3 separate regions of the Mus musculus genome follow, and all the other regions are linked to region 2. The links are chromatin contacts, called in public HiChIP or PLAC-seq and Micro-C maps. All regions are on one chromosome and are shown on one strand. Each heading gives the region's core, a stretch centred on a gene start, on an enhancer-like site or on the middle of the called end of the contact. The rest is flanking DNA. Distances are from core to core; before and after follow the strand shown.

Region 1 (3,651 bases), core at 515-3,014, 150 kb after region 2:
GGGGCCATAGCTGTAGTTTCAGAGCAATCCTTATACCACCAGATTCTTTCAATATCCCCTAATACCACCACACCTAGAGCAAATAACTGTCAAAAGAGTCACCTGCTCGGTAGAAAAAGGAGTGGGATCAATCTGCAGAGCCAGACTATCCAGGATGAAGGGGACATTCACCATGAGTTAAAGGATATGCAAGGTTAGTAGGGTACATGGCAAGCCCCAAACGTCAGCATCCTCAACTCTCTCCTCATCTCTCATAGTCTTGCATTCACACTGCTTCTGCTAAGATTTTTAATGCCCTTGTTGGGTCTTAATGATGGCTGTAAAGCCACTGGGTTAATAGATTGTCTTCAGAGAGAATAAATGCTCTCTCCACTTCTATATACCCCTTAGATATGCTTCTCATTGAAAAAGGTCAAAAATCAAGCCTGTATCCTGGCAGTTTGTCTGTCAGCATCATCCCAGTACCACTGACTAGTAGGAGTCATACGGGACAAAAGTCAGGGGAATCTAGAGTTGAAGCAGTCTTGCCACTTTAGGGATGCAATCTTTTGATGGTTGGTTTTGTTGACTTGACACAATGTAAAATCACCTGAGAGGGAAGTCTAAATGAAGGATTATCAGCATCAGGTTGGCTTGTGGGCATGTTTGTGGGAAGCTATCTTGATTACATTAATTGTAGTTGAAAATCTGTCCACTTCGAGTGACAACATTCCTTAGAAAGGGACTCTCAGATTAAGAGAGAAGTGGGCAGAGTATAAACTTGCAAGCATTTTTTTCTGTTTCTTTCTTTCTTCTTCTTCTTCTTTTTTTTTTTTTAATTTATTTATTACATGTAAGTACACTGTAGCTGTCTTCAGACACACCAGAAGAGGGCATCAGATCTCGTCACAGATGGTTGTGAGCCACCATGTGGTTGCTGGGATTTGAACTCTGGACCTTCGGAAGAGCAGTCGGGTGCTCTTACCCACCGAGCCATCTCACCAGCCCTCTTTTTTTTTTTTTAAATTATTATTTTTTTTTCAAGACAGGGTTTCACTATGTAACTCTGGCTATATGGCAACTCACCATGTAGATTAGCCTGGCCTTGAACTCAGACTCTGCCTGCCTCTGCCTCCCCAGTGCTGGGATTAAAGGTGGCTACTATTTCTGGCATGTTTCTGTTCTTGACTGTGGATGTAACTAGTGACTCAAGTTCCTGCCACCCTGACTTTAAGTTGGTACTGTAAGCTAAATAAACTCTTCCTCCCTAAAGTTACTTTTGTTAGGGTGTTTTATCATAGCAAACAGGGGAAAAACTAAGATAAAAATCGTGCCCGAGTCCACCAACGCATACTTTACTCTCTGCATTTAGCCTCTTGGGTTTACATGTAATTGTGAAGAAAAGATAGCATACAGAGGAGGAAGAAATGAAGGACTGATACGTGTGTAACCCTTTCCTCATTGAAATTATGAAATTCCACTGGAAATGATGGCACACATATTTAACCCCAGCAGGAGGGTCTCTGTGGATATAAGGCTAACCTGGTCTACATACAGTTCTAGGACAGTCAGAGCTACATAATAGATATATTATCTAAACAAACAAATAATACAACAAAATTCTGAAATGCTGATTTCCTTACACTTGAGACCTTGAGTTCAGTCAGAGGGCAGGAGAGCCAACCTTTATTCCTTTGTTGATTTGACAGCCCTGGCCCTGTAGCCCTCTCCTCCTCAGGATTTGGGGGTGACATCACTCATAATGACAGGCATCATGTGTGTGTGCTCAAGGCTCACAGACGAGGCTAGGCCATAGTTCCTTACAGAGTATCTAAGATCTATTTTCTAGTCTGTAGGAACAGCCACTAATTAAAGCATTTGGTGCTATTTGTGAACCTACTATTTTTGGCTTTTAGGTCATTTCCCATCTGTAACCCTTGTCACCCACTTGTGATCATAAAGAACAAGGTCAGCATATCTGCTCTTGTCATTTCTCATCTAGTTATAAATATAATGTATCCATTCTGTTAGTTCTAGGAACCAGAAAAATCCTGAGTGGCTCTGGCCACAGTAAAGAATATAGACACTTACACATAAGTCAAACCATCTGCTGAATAAATAAATATCACCCAAGTGTTCTGTGACAACACTTTCACAACAAATCAAAGTATGGTTACCACTAAAGTCCAACTTGGTGAACTAATGAGTTTTATAGAGGTTACCTGCAGGAGTATGGATGAGGAATGACTTACAGGAGCAGAAATGACTCAAAGACAGCTGCATCACCAAAGCCCACCCCAGCATGGGTGACAGCTCACAAAAGCTGGGAACCTGAAGCATACTGCACAGCTAACAAGCAGCTCAACAGGTTGTAGAGTGTCCTTTCCAAGGGATTTAGTTGGTATAAATGTCTTCCACGTGGCTCAGCTGGTTTTTGCTTCTTCTAGGCAGCTGGTCTAGCCTCAGAGTCTTCTTTACAGCTTGGCTTGTCTGAACAAAAGCTCTCTCTCCAGGTTTATTGTTAATTTTTTGGGGGGGGGGGGCGGCTAGTGAATCTGGTCAGTTTCAGGAACTTCCTGAAGTTTTTTATTTTTTTAAACTTTCCGTCTTAAAGTCTTCCTTGCAAGATAGAACATTTCAATCTTAAAGAAACTAACACTTAACACCAAAGTTGAGGGTATGGTGATAATATGGCTGAGAATTTTAAATGTTAAGATGATTAGTAATAACAGTATCACCCATAGGGGCTGTTGAAAATTAAATTATTACATGAAGGTGTAACGTTACATGTTAATTATACAGATTTCTAGTCTACATGTTTATCTAGATATACATAGACTCTCTAGACTCTTCTGATTTAGAATCATAAGATTTGCCTAATAGCCAGTTTGCTGTGTGCCCGTGAGAAGTATTCACTCTCTGATATTGTTTCTTATTGTCTGTAAAGTGGAGGTGGTAATGTTACTTACCTTACATACATGGGTCCAGGAACGTTACAAATGTTTTGTTTGTTGGCTAGTTAGTCTCCTTCCTTCCTTCCTTCCTTCCTTCCTTCCTTCCTTCCTTCCTTCCTTCCTTCCTTCCTTCCCTTCTTCCCTCCCTCCCTTCCTCCCTCTCTTTCATCTACTTTTGAGACAGGTTCTTAAGTAATATAGGTTGACTGCAAACTGCTAAAAATGGCCTTGAGCTCCTGTTCCTCCTGGCTCTACCTCCTGAGAGCTGAGATTATAGGCATGGGCCAACATAGCAGGCTCGCAAAGCTTTGGTTGTGAGTATGATTCAGACGCTGATCTTTCATTATCAGGTAATTGGTACACAGTGATCACCGGGCAGCCCGTTCACAGGGTGCACACTACTACAACCCCAGGAGTGATAACAAGTTAAAGACATACATTGTTCAGAAAGGGCATCAATGTGGGGCCTGGGCACATATAGTTGTTAAAGCTATGACCCATAAAAGGCGCCAGGCTAGAACATTCTAGTCACAGATGTTGGCAGAATGAAATCTGTACAAAGCTGTATTGTAAGTATCTGGAAACCACTCTGGCAAACAGCTCTTCCCATGATTTCTAATGGATCGTAAGCCCAGGAAATCTGCATTCCTCGGTGGGTTTCATAGTAACAACCCTGGACTGAGAATCAGAAGCTGGCTTCAAGGCCCAATTGTGTTTT
Region 2 (3,667 bases), core at 190-2,689:
GCCACATGTGTGTCACCGCTCCAGCTTGAAACAAACAAACAAACAAAAAACAACAACAATGTCCTGGGGAATTCAGGTCCTTTTGCTTGAGTGGCAAATGCTTCATTGACTATGCCCCACCCTCTCAGAGTTTTACCAAGTTCTCTTCTGCTAGTCCCCCGCTTTATCCTAGGCTGTTGCTTACAGTCTTAGTTTTGTGTGATTATGAAATGAATTATACCTCACCCCATCTCACATATTCAAATCCAAACTCCTAATATTTCAAAATATAACTGGTTTTGAAGATAAGCTCTACCCCCACCCCACCCCTGCTCTTTGAGACAAGATCTCATGTAGCCCAGGTTGTCCTGGAATTCCCTGCCAAGCTGAGCCTGGCCTTGAATTATTTATTATTTTTTATTTAAAAAGTGTTTATTATTTTATGTATGTGGATGTTTTGCCTGCATACATTTCTGTGTAGCACCTATGTGTAATGGTCTGGGAGGCCAGAAGAAGGCACGAGATAACCTGGGACCAGAATTACAGAAAAGTAATTCATGTACTTTTAGCCTCTGCTTCTGTCCCAGACTCCCTCCCAAAACTAATGTCAAGTTGTCTTGTGGACTGCGGTCATCTAGAAATCCTCCTGAAGAGAATCTACTCCCAAGCTCACTCTGTGGCTGTCATTGGTGGCCCCTACTGATGGGTGGGTAGAGGTGATGTCAATTCCTCACCATTGAGTGTCTCCATGGGGCAATTCTTGGTGGGGTGGCTGACTTCACAGTGAGCAAGGAACGGATGGGCTCAGTGGAACACAGCCTTTAAAATTTTTATTCCTTATTTATTTTATGAGATGAGTATGGACTTGTGCATGCTGGGAAAATACTACCGAGCTACAGAACCAACCACAGCCCAATCTTCTTATAACCCAGCCATGACATTTGGGGTATTCCATTCAGTAGAGGCAAATCAAGAGGCTCAGCCTACACACGAGGGGAGGGAACTGCACACACACACCCATGCCCGTTCGTGCACACACAACTTTTAGACAACTCTGATCCCTGGGTGCTGGCCAGAGGGGCTCCCCAGCAGAGCAGTCTAGCATCCTTCTTAGGGGCTCCTTAGCTTGCTTAGCGCTAAGCTTAGTTTTGACATCTTCAATCAAAACAGAGGATTAAGAAGGAGCCTGTAACATTCCATTGCACTAGCAAGAGAGAAGAAAGAGTGTGGGCTCACAGCTTGACAGATTTGGCAGGGAAAAGATAACAGGATGTCTCAATGGCTCTGTTTTCCAGTGAACCAGGAATTGTGGTTGCTAGCTAGAATTGAGTCATCGAGGGTGTGGCAAAGATTGCAAACTGAAACACAAAGCCACATTTCCTGGGGTTCCTTTTCCAGTTTATAGAGTGGCCCGGCCAGGAACTACATTTCCCAGAATTCCTCAAACCTGGGGCACCACGTGAGTAGTTCTTGCCAATAGGGTAGGGGAGAAGCAAACCAAGGCATTTCCTAGGCAGGGAGCCTAGCAAGAGGCTTCTCTTTCTGAGCATAAAGCATTTCGAGACTCCAGGAAGGAGTCACAAGATTAAAAGGCACCTGGACCACAGAAAGACAACAATTAGGAAGACCTGCTCTGGGTTTGTGCATGAGCAAGGAACACGAATTATTTCTCAAGCCACTGAAAATATAGTTTGATGACGGCAACAGGTAGGGGTTACCATAACAATCCGACCTCATGGGCTCGAAACTTGACAAATAGCACACGACTGTCAATGAGTGGACACAGGGCAGCTGGTAGTGGGCCCGGCCTGAAGAGTCTCCCTGACCTTGGCAGGACACTGGATGGTGGTGACCCATTATATAGTTCCATTGCCCGGGTTGGGCAGAGCTGCCTAACTGTGACCCCAGAATCTTAATACGACCCCAAGAGAAAGGTACCCTGAAAATGGCTGAAATCGTTCTTACTGCCACACTCTCACAACTGGGTTTGAAATAAATGACTGTGGCTCGGTAGGAATGCCGACAGCAGCATTTATTTGTACTTGTTGAAGATTACGCTAGTCTCCAACTCTCCACCCTGACAAGTCAATAGGATGTTAGTCTCAGAATTAAGGGTGCTGCGAGTTTCTTCCTGCTGTGAACATCGGGGGTGGGGGTGGGGTGGGGGTGGGGGTGGGGTGGGGGTGGGGGGGACTGGCCTCTGCCTCCCGGCCACCTCCCTCACTCCATGGCCCTGAAGCAGTAATCTGCGATCCTGCCTCAGCCCAAGAAACCCATACTGGCTGCTGCCCCGAAGCTGAAGGACAAGTCGGCCTCTCCCGGCCTGCCAAAAGGAGAAAAGGAACAGCAAGAAGCAACTGAACGTATTGATGAAGTACAAAATAAAATAGACAGACTTAATGAACAAGCCAGCGAGGGAATGTTGAAAGTAGAACAAAAATATAACAAACTCCGCCAACCATTTTTTCAGAAGAGGTCAGAATGGATCTCCAAAATCTCAAATTTTTGGTAACAACATTCGTCAACCATCCACAAGTGTCTGCACCGCTTGGGGAGGAGGACGAGGAGGAGGACGAGGAGGAGGACGAGGAGGAGGACGAGGAGGAGGACGAGGAGGAGGACGAGGAGGAGGACGAGGAGGCTCTGCATTATTTGACCAGAGTTGAAGTGACAGAATTTGAAGACATTAAATCAGGTTACAGAATAGATTTTTATTTTGATGAAAATCCTTACTCTGAAAACAAGGTTCTCTCCAAAGAATTTCATCTGAATGACTTTGTCCGTCTTCAAAGTCCACCGAAATCAAATGGCAATCTGGAAAGGATTTGACAAAGCGCTCAAGTCGAATGCAGCGTAAGGCCAGCAGGAAGAGGCAGCACGAAGAGCCAGAGAGCTGCTTTACCTGGTTTACTGACCATCCTGACGCAGGTGCTGACGAGCTAGCAGAGGTCATCAAAGATGACATTTGGCCAAATCCCTTGCAGGACTATTTGGTTCCTAATAGGGATGATGAAGAAGGAGAGGCAGGTGATGATGATGAGAGGAAGGGTTGGAAGATATCGATGAAGGAGTTGAGGATGAAGGTGAAGATGATGAGGGTGAAGGGGAGGAGAGGATGACTAGCACTGATGGACTCCAACCTTCCTTTTTCTTTTTATTTATTTTTAAAATTTTCTCCAGTCCCTAGGAGCAAGTTACAGCTCTTTTCTCCCTGCCCCTCTATGGTCAGTCACCCTGTTTTTGAGGTCTCAACATCATGATTCTCAACTAATTTTGGGGAAAATATCTTGAGCAAAATACAACAGGAGAAGAATCTAAAAAAAAAAAAAAAAAAAAAAAAGAGTGCAGCCTCCTGTCCTCTATGTCTTATGTTTCAAATGCAAGCAGGCCTGACTTGTGATCAGGACAGACGGGCAGACCGACCACCTGAAGGAGCCAACACGGTTCTTCACTCTGCTTTATTTTAGGTCAATGCTAAGAATCTGTCCAGTTCCTGACTACTTGGGAAACCTACCACTTTAGGACAAACACACACACACACACACACATACACACACACACACCCCTCCTGCCCAGTCTGAGCATTGGTCAGAGAGCATCCCACATCTTTTGGAATAACAAAGGATGGTAAAGCAACCTTGGTAAACAGCTTCTACTCTAGCAGCATAAGGCTCTTTTGGAACAAAGG
Region 3 (3,720 bases), core at 625-3,124, 190 kb after region 2:
TAAGGCAGCAAAAATGTATTCACTTGTGAATCTTTGTGTCTCAGCGTAGATCACCTGAACACTTACTTAGCATGATGAATTGAGGAGATCAGTAGTTGTGTGGAGAAAGAAGCTTTTTGGTGACCCTTTTACAGTTGTAGATTAGATTGTACCAGTGACTTTCTTTATAGAGACTATTTAATTTGAAGGGTTACCCAGGCTGACAATTTGGTTACCCAGGCTGGGGTTCAAACAGATTTTTCTCCCCCTTTAAAATGAAATGACTGTCAGCTGGCCGTGGTGGCGCACGCCTTTAATCCCAGCACTTGGGAGGCAGAGGCAGTGGATTTCTGAGTTTGAGGCCAGCCTGGTCTACAGAGTGTACCAGGATAGCCAGGGCTACACAGAGAAACCCTGTCTCGAAAAACCAAAAAAAAAAAAAAAAAAGCGAAAAAAAAATTGAAATGACTGTCATTTTAGAACAAATTTTAAGAACAACTGGATGGTATTTGTTTCTAGTATCATCAAGTTTTCAAACCAGAATTTGAGCTTTCTCAGAAACTCTGGGAAGCTTGTCATTGTGAGCCTGACACTGTAGTAACATGAGCAGTAATAATTTTGACACTTTGCAAAAGTATTTTCCACATGATAGCATATGCCTCTATAGATGAATCTTGCTTGGATTCATGGGTCACTGCCAGATTCAGCACTGCCCTGAACGGTTCAGAAACCATCATTTAGTTACCTAAAAATGATACTGAAATGCTCTGCTAGTACGGAAGTCTCCTGCTTGGCACCCTAGGTGTCCAGCAGTCTCTTGGAAAATAAGTAGCTACAGCTAGGCTGCACACATGTAGCTGTATCTGGAGGCAGGGGCAGGTGGATCTGAGTTCAAGGACATCCAGGGAGACAGAGAAACCCTGTCTTGAAAAAATCAAAAAACAAACAAACAAGCAAAAAAGAATGTATCTTCTCCCAAATTTTTAATGTGTCTGTATTTGTCTTGGCAATGGATGTCTTCTCTGGTGGAATACCAAAAGATGAGTTTAAAATTCTCTTAATCATAATTTAGGTCTGCAGACACAGTAACCTTTCTTGGCTTTTCTTAAATTTTTTTGTTTGAATTAAATCCTTTATTCTTAAATAAAATTGTGGTTAGATAAGAACATCATTCCACAAATGATAGCTAGTCAGAAGTTAGGGTGGGGTCACTTTAAAGGCTGTTTGCTAAAGTGGTTATTAAGGGGTAAGTTATTGAGTTTTGTCTCTGTCTTAGCTATGATTTACTTATAAAAATACTATGGGGGCTGGGGATGTAGCTCAGTTGGTAGACTGTAGATTCAGTACCCAGTATCATACAAACCATGTGTGAGAAGCACACATCTATTATCCTGTCACTCAAGAGGTGGATGCAGGAGGATCAGAGCCGCTCCAGGTCATCACTGGCAGATAGTCAGTTTGAGGTCAGCTTAGGTTACAGGAGAACCCGTCTCAAACAGCAATAACAGCAACTCCTCCCAAGCTCCCCAAGATTAACATGGGCAGATAATGACATAACCTCAAAACAAATTTATATGTTTACACAGTTAATTGTCATTCTTTAAGGTAGAAGCCTGGAGGTTAATTCTTTTGGTATTAAGACCAAGAATCTCTTTTTTTTTTTTTTTCTGAAACGGTTTATAAAGTACCTTACTCTTGACTGATGGGATTGCATGGGAGGCTAGGGAAAGACTCTGGAGGCAAGTCCACTGCAGTATGTGTGAGGACACTGGAGACAAGAACACGGAGCTAGAATGTTCACAGTGAGATTTGAGAGGAAAGGCAAGCTGCAGATGTCTGTGGGAAAAAGTTAGGACTGCCAGGAAACATGGGTGTCTGAGCTGGACACGGCCTCGGGGAAGTGTGCTGAAGGCAGACCACACTCGAGCAAGCTCTCCACTCTTAGACTTCCACATGTGTGGGAAGCAGCACTTGGAGGGTGGGATATGAGGAAGAGCCAAAGCTTCAGGGACCTACCTCTGTGTTCTTCATCAAGAATATAATTATAATTGCATTTGGGCTGTGTCTGACTATTTAGAGATCTGGTTTGTGGCAGTAAGTAGACAGAGTTTAAGAACTGAAGAACCTCACTATGTGCTGTGCCTAAGTAGGATCTGTGAAAGTTACCTTTGAAATCTACTACGTTGGGGACAGTGGGACAGGCTCCATGGGCTTTCCAGAGTAATAGTAGTGTTAGCTCCTAATAGGTACTGCTAAGAAAGAGTCAGTTTGCCACTTAACGATTCTCGAGCTGGCAAAATGGCCCAGCAGTTAAGAGCACTGACTGCTCTTCCGAAGGTCCTGAGTTCATATCCCAGCAACCGAATGGTGGCTCACAACCATCCATAATGAGATCTGATGCCCTCTTCTGGGTGTCTGAAGACAGCGACAGTGTACTCACATTAAAAAAGAAAGATTCTAGTCTCTGCATCTGAAAATTATATGTGTAAGAGATCAAACAGGCACCGAGGCGCTGAGTTGGAATATGGGGCACATTTTAGTATTGAACAACACAGCAGATAGGGTTGTCATAGACTTATTGCCAGCCTGCCCAGCTGTGTGTTACTGCCATCTCACAGGCTTACCTGTCTGCTGTTGTTATGAGGTTATTGAAACATTTATGTGTGAGTGAAATTTGATGAGCTTTAGGCTTTTTTTTTTTTTTTTTTTTGAGAAGAGAAATTTACTGTGTTACTGTTACAAGAACGTGTTTCATCTTCTGGCCTGAGCCCCTTTACAGCAGACTGCTGCGGTGGTTACATGGTTACATAGGCGCACTGGTGTGTTAACAGCCGTGGCAGTGGGCTGTCTTGGCCTGTGGCCTGTGGCTGCTCAGCTGGGCTGTGTCCTGCAGAGAGAGGCAGGCTCTCCTTAGTAGAGCCCATGTGTGCGGGAGGCTTTCCTCCAGTGTGCTCTGGAGCCAGTTGACTATAACCACCCCGAGAAGTGAAAGAACCATCCAGTTTATGTATTTTTGAGATTGGATTTATGAATCAAGTTGATAATATTTGGTTTAACATTCTAGGTGATTATAAAATCTGCTCATATGAAATTTCAAATGGCTAGGATTTTTGATATATCAGATGCTATTTAATTCATTAAAAAACCATTTATTGTGTATGTACATGTCATGGCACTCTCAGGAGGACAGAGGCTTTCTGAAGAAGTTAGTTCTCTTCCCATCATGTGGGTTTTGTGGATCCAACTCAGGTCATCAGACTTGGCAGCAAGCACCTTTACGTGCTGAGCCATTTTGTGGACCCTAGTAAATGCTACTTTTTCATAAACATTCCATATGGTGATCCTCTGATAGACCTGTTTTTTATGTATTAGTAAGAATTCTGAGACTGAGAAGCAGCAGAATAACTAACAGTTCTTCTTCGCACGATGAGAACTCGCAGAGCTGAGCCAGACAGAGAGCAGAGAGGCCCGCACCTCTGACTATGTTGTGGGTGCTGGTGAGCATTTTCTGCGTGCCTGGGACAGTTGTTAGGAGTTCTCTTTTCCTTTCTTTTTATTTTTTTTTTCTTTTTGAGTCATGGTCTTGTTATGTACCCAGCTGTCCTAGAACTCACTGTCATTTTTCTTGGCCGCTTTGAGTGTAGAGTCTCACCATCTTTAACTTTTGTTAAAGAAACACTGAGTGTTAGATTTATTTTGTGACAGTCTTGCTCTTGCACCTCTGGTTTCCCTGGAGCTCAC

What was found. Hi-C and Micro-C count contacts between places; a contact is called where the count stands out from the background. HiChIP or PLAC-seq counts read pairs in DNA pulled down with a chosen protein or histone mark.
Region 1: a contact with region 2 is called in an H3K4me3 HiChIP or PLAC-seq map of bone marrow-derived macrophages, with 4 times the contacts expected there. The contact joins two enhancer-like sites. A contact is called at or near these places in 5 of 39 promoter capture datasets (3T3-L1-derived adipocytes, HPC-7-derived erythroid cells, embryonic stem cells and 1 more), 1 of 15 datasets of contacts at CTCF or cohesin (CD8 T cells), 30 of 484 Hi-C or Micro-C datasets (the AML12 cell line, the C10 cell line, CD4 T cells and 17 more) and 7 of 115 datasets of contacts at active chromatin or transcription factors (astrocytes, bone marrow-derived macrophages, embryonic basal ganglia and 4 more).
Region 3: a Micro-C map of the G1E-ER4 cell line shows a contact between it and region 2. The contact joins two enhancer-like sites. A contact is called at or near these places in 5 of 39 promoter capture datasets (the C10 cell line, cranial neural crest, liver and 2 more), 1 of 15 datasets of contacts at CTCF or cohesin (the NIH/3T3 cell line), 16 of 484 Hi-C or Micro-C datasets (the 4T1 cell line, the G1E-ER4 cell line, the MC3T3-E1 cell line and 10 more), 10 of 115 datasets of contacts at active chromatin or transcription factors (bone marrow-derived macrophages, embryonic basal ganglia, embryonic fibroblasts and 4 more) and 1 of 9 other capture datasets (embryonic stem cells).

Annotation. Positions count from the first base shown.
Region 1 is chr15:38,096,459-38,100,109 of GRCm38.p6, reverse strand. No RefSeq gene overlaps it. Among named protein-coding and RNA genes, the nearest start is that of Ubr5, 19 kb to the right of the region's middle. Within about 2 kb of position 1,764, at least 1 of the 459 cell types and tissues checked has an H3K27ac peak or open chromatin away from gene starts, as enhancers often do. A contact at or near this core is called in bone marrow-derived macrophages, where this site is marked.
Region 2 is chr15:38,242,788-38,246,454 of GRCm38.p6, reverse strand. It overlaps the pseudogene Gm8705. Among named protein-coding and RNA genes, the nearest start is that of Odf1, 25 kb to the right of the region's middle. Within about 2 kb of position 1,439, at least 221 of the 459 cell types and tissues checked have an H3K27ac peak or open chromatin away from gene starts, as enhancers often do. A contact at or near this core is called in the G1E-ER4 cell line and bone marrow-derived macrophages, where this site is marked.
Region 3 is chr15:38,050,190-38,053,909 of GRCm38.p6, reverse strand. The region is part of intron 1 of Ubr5 (ubiquitin protein ligase E3 component n-recognin 5); the gene reads left to right. Among named protein-coding and RNA genes, the nearest start is that of Gm22353, 6.2 kb to the left of the region's middle. Within about 2 kb of position 1,874, at least 16 of the 459 cell types and tissues checked have an H3K27ac peak or open chromatin away from gene starts, as enhancers often do. A contact at or near this core is called in the G1E-ER4 cell line, where this site is marked.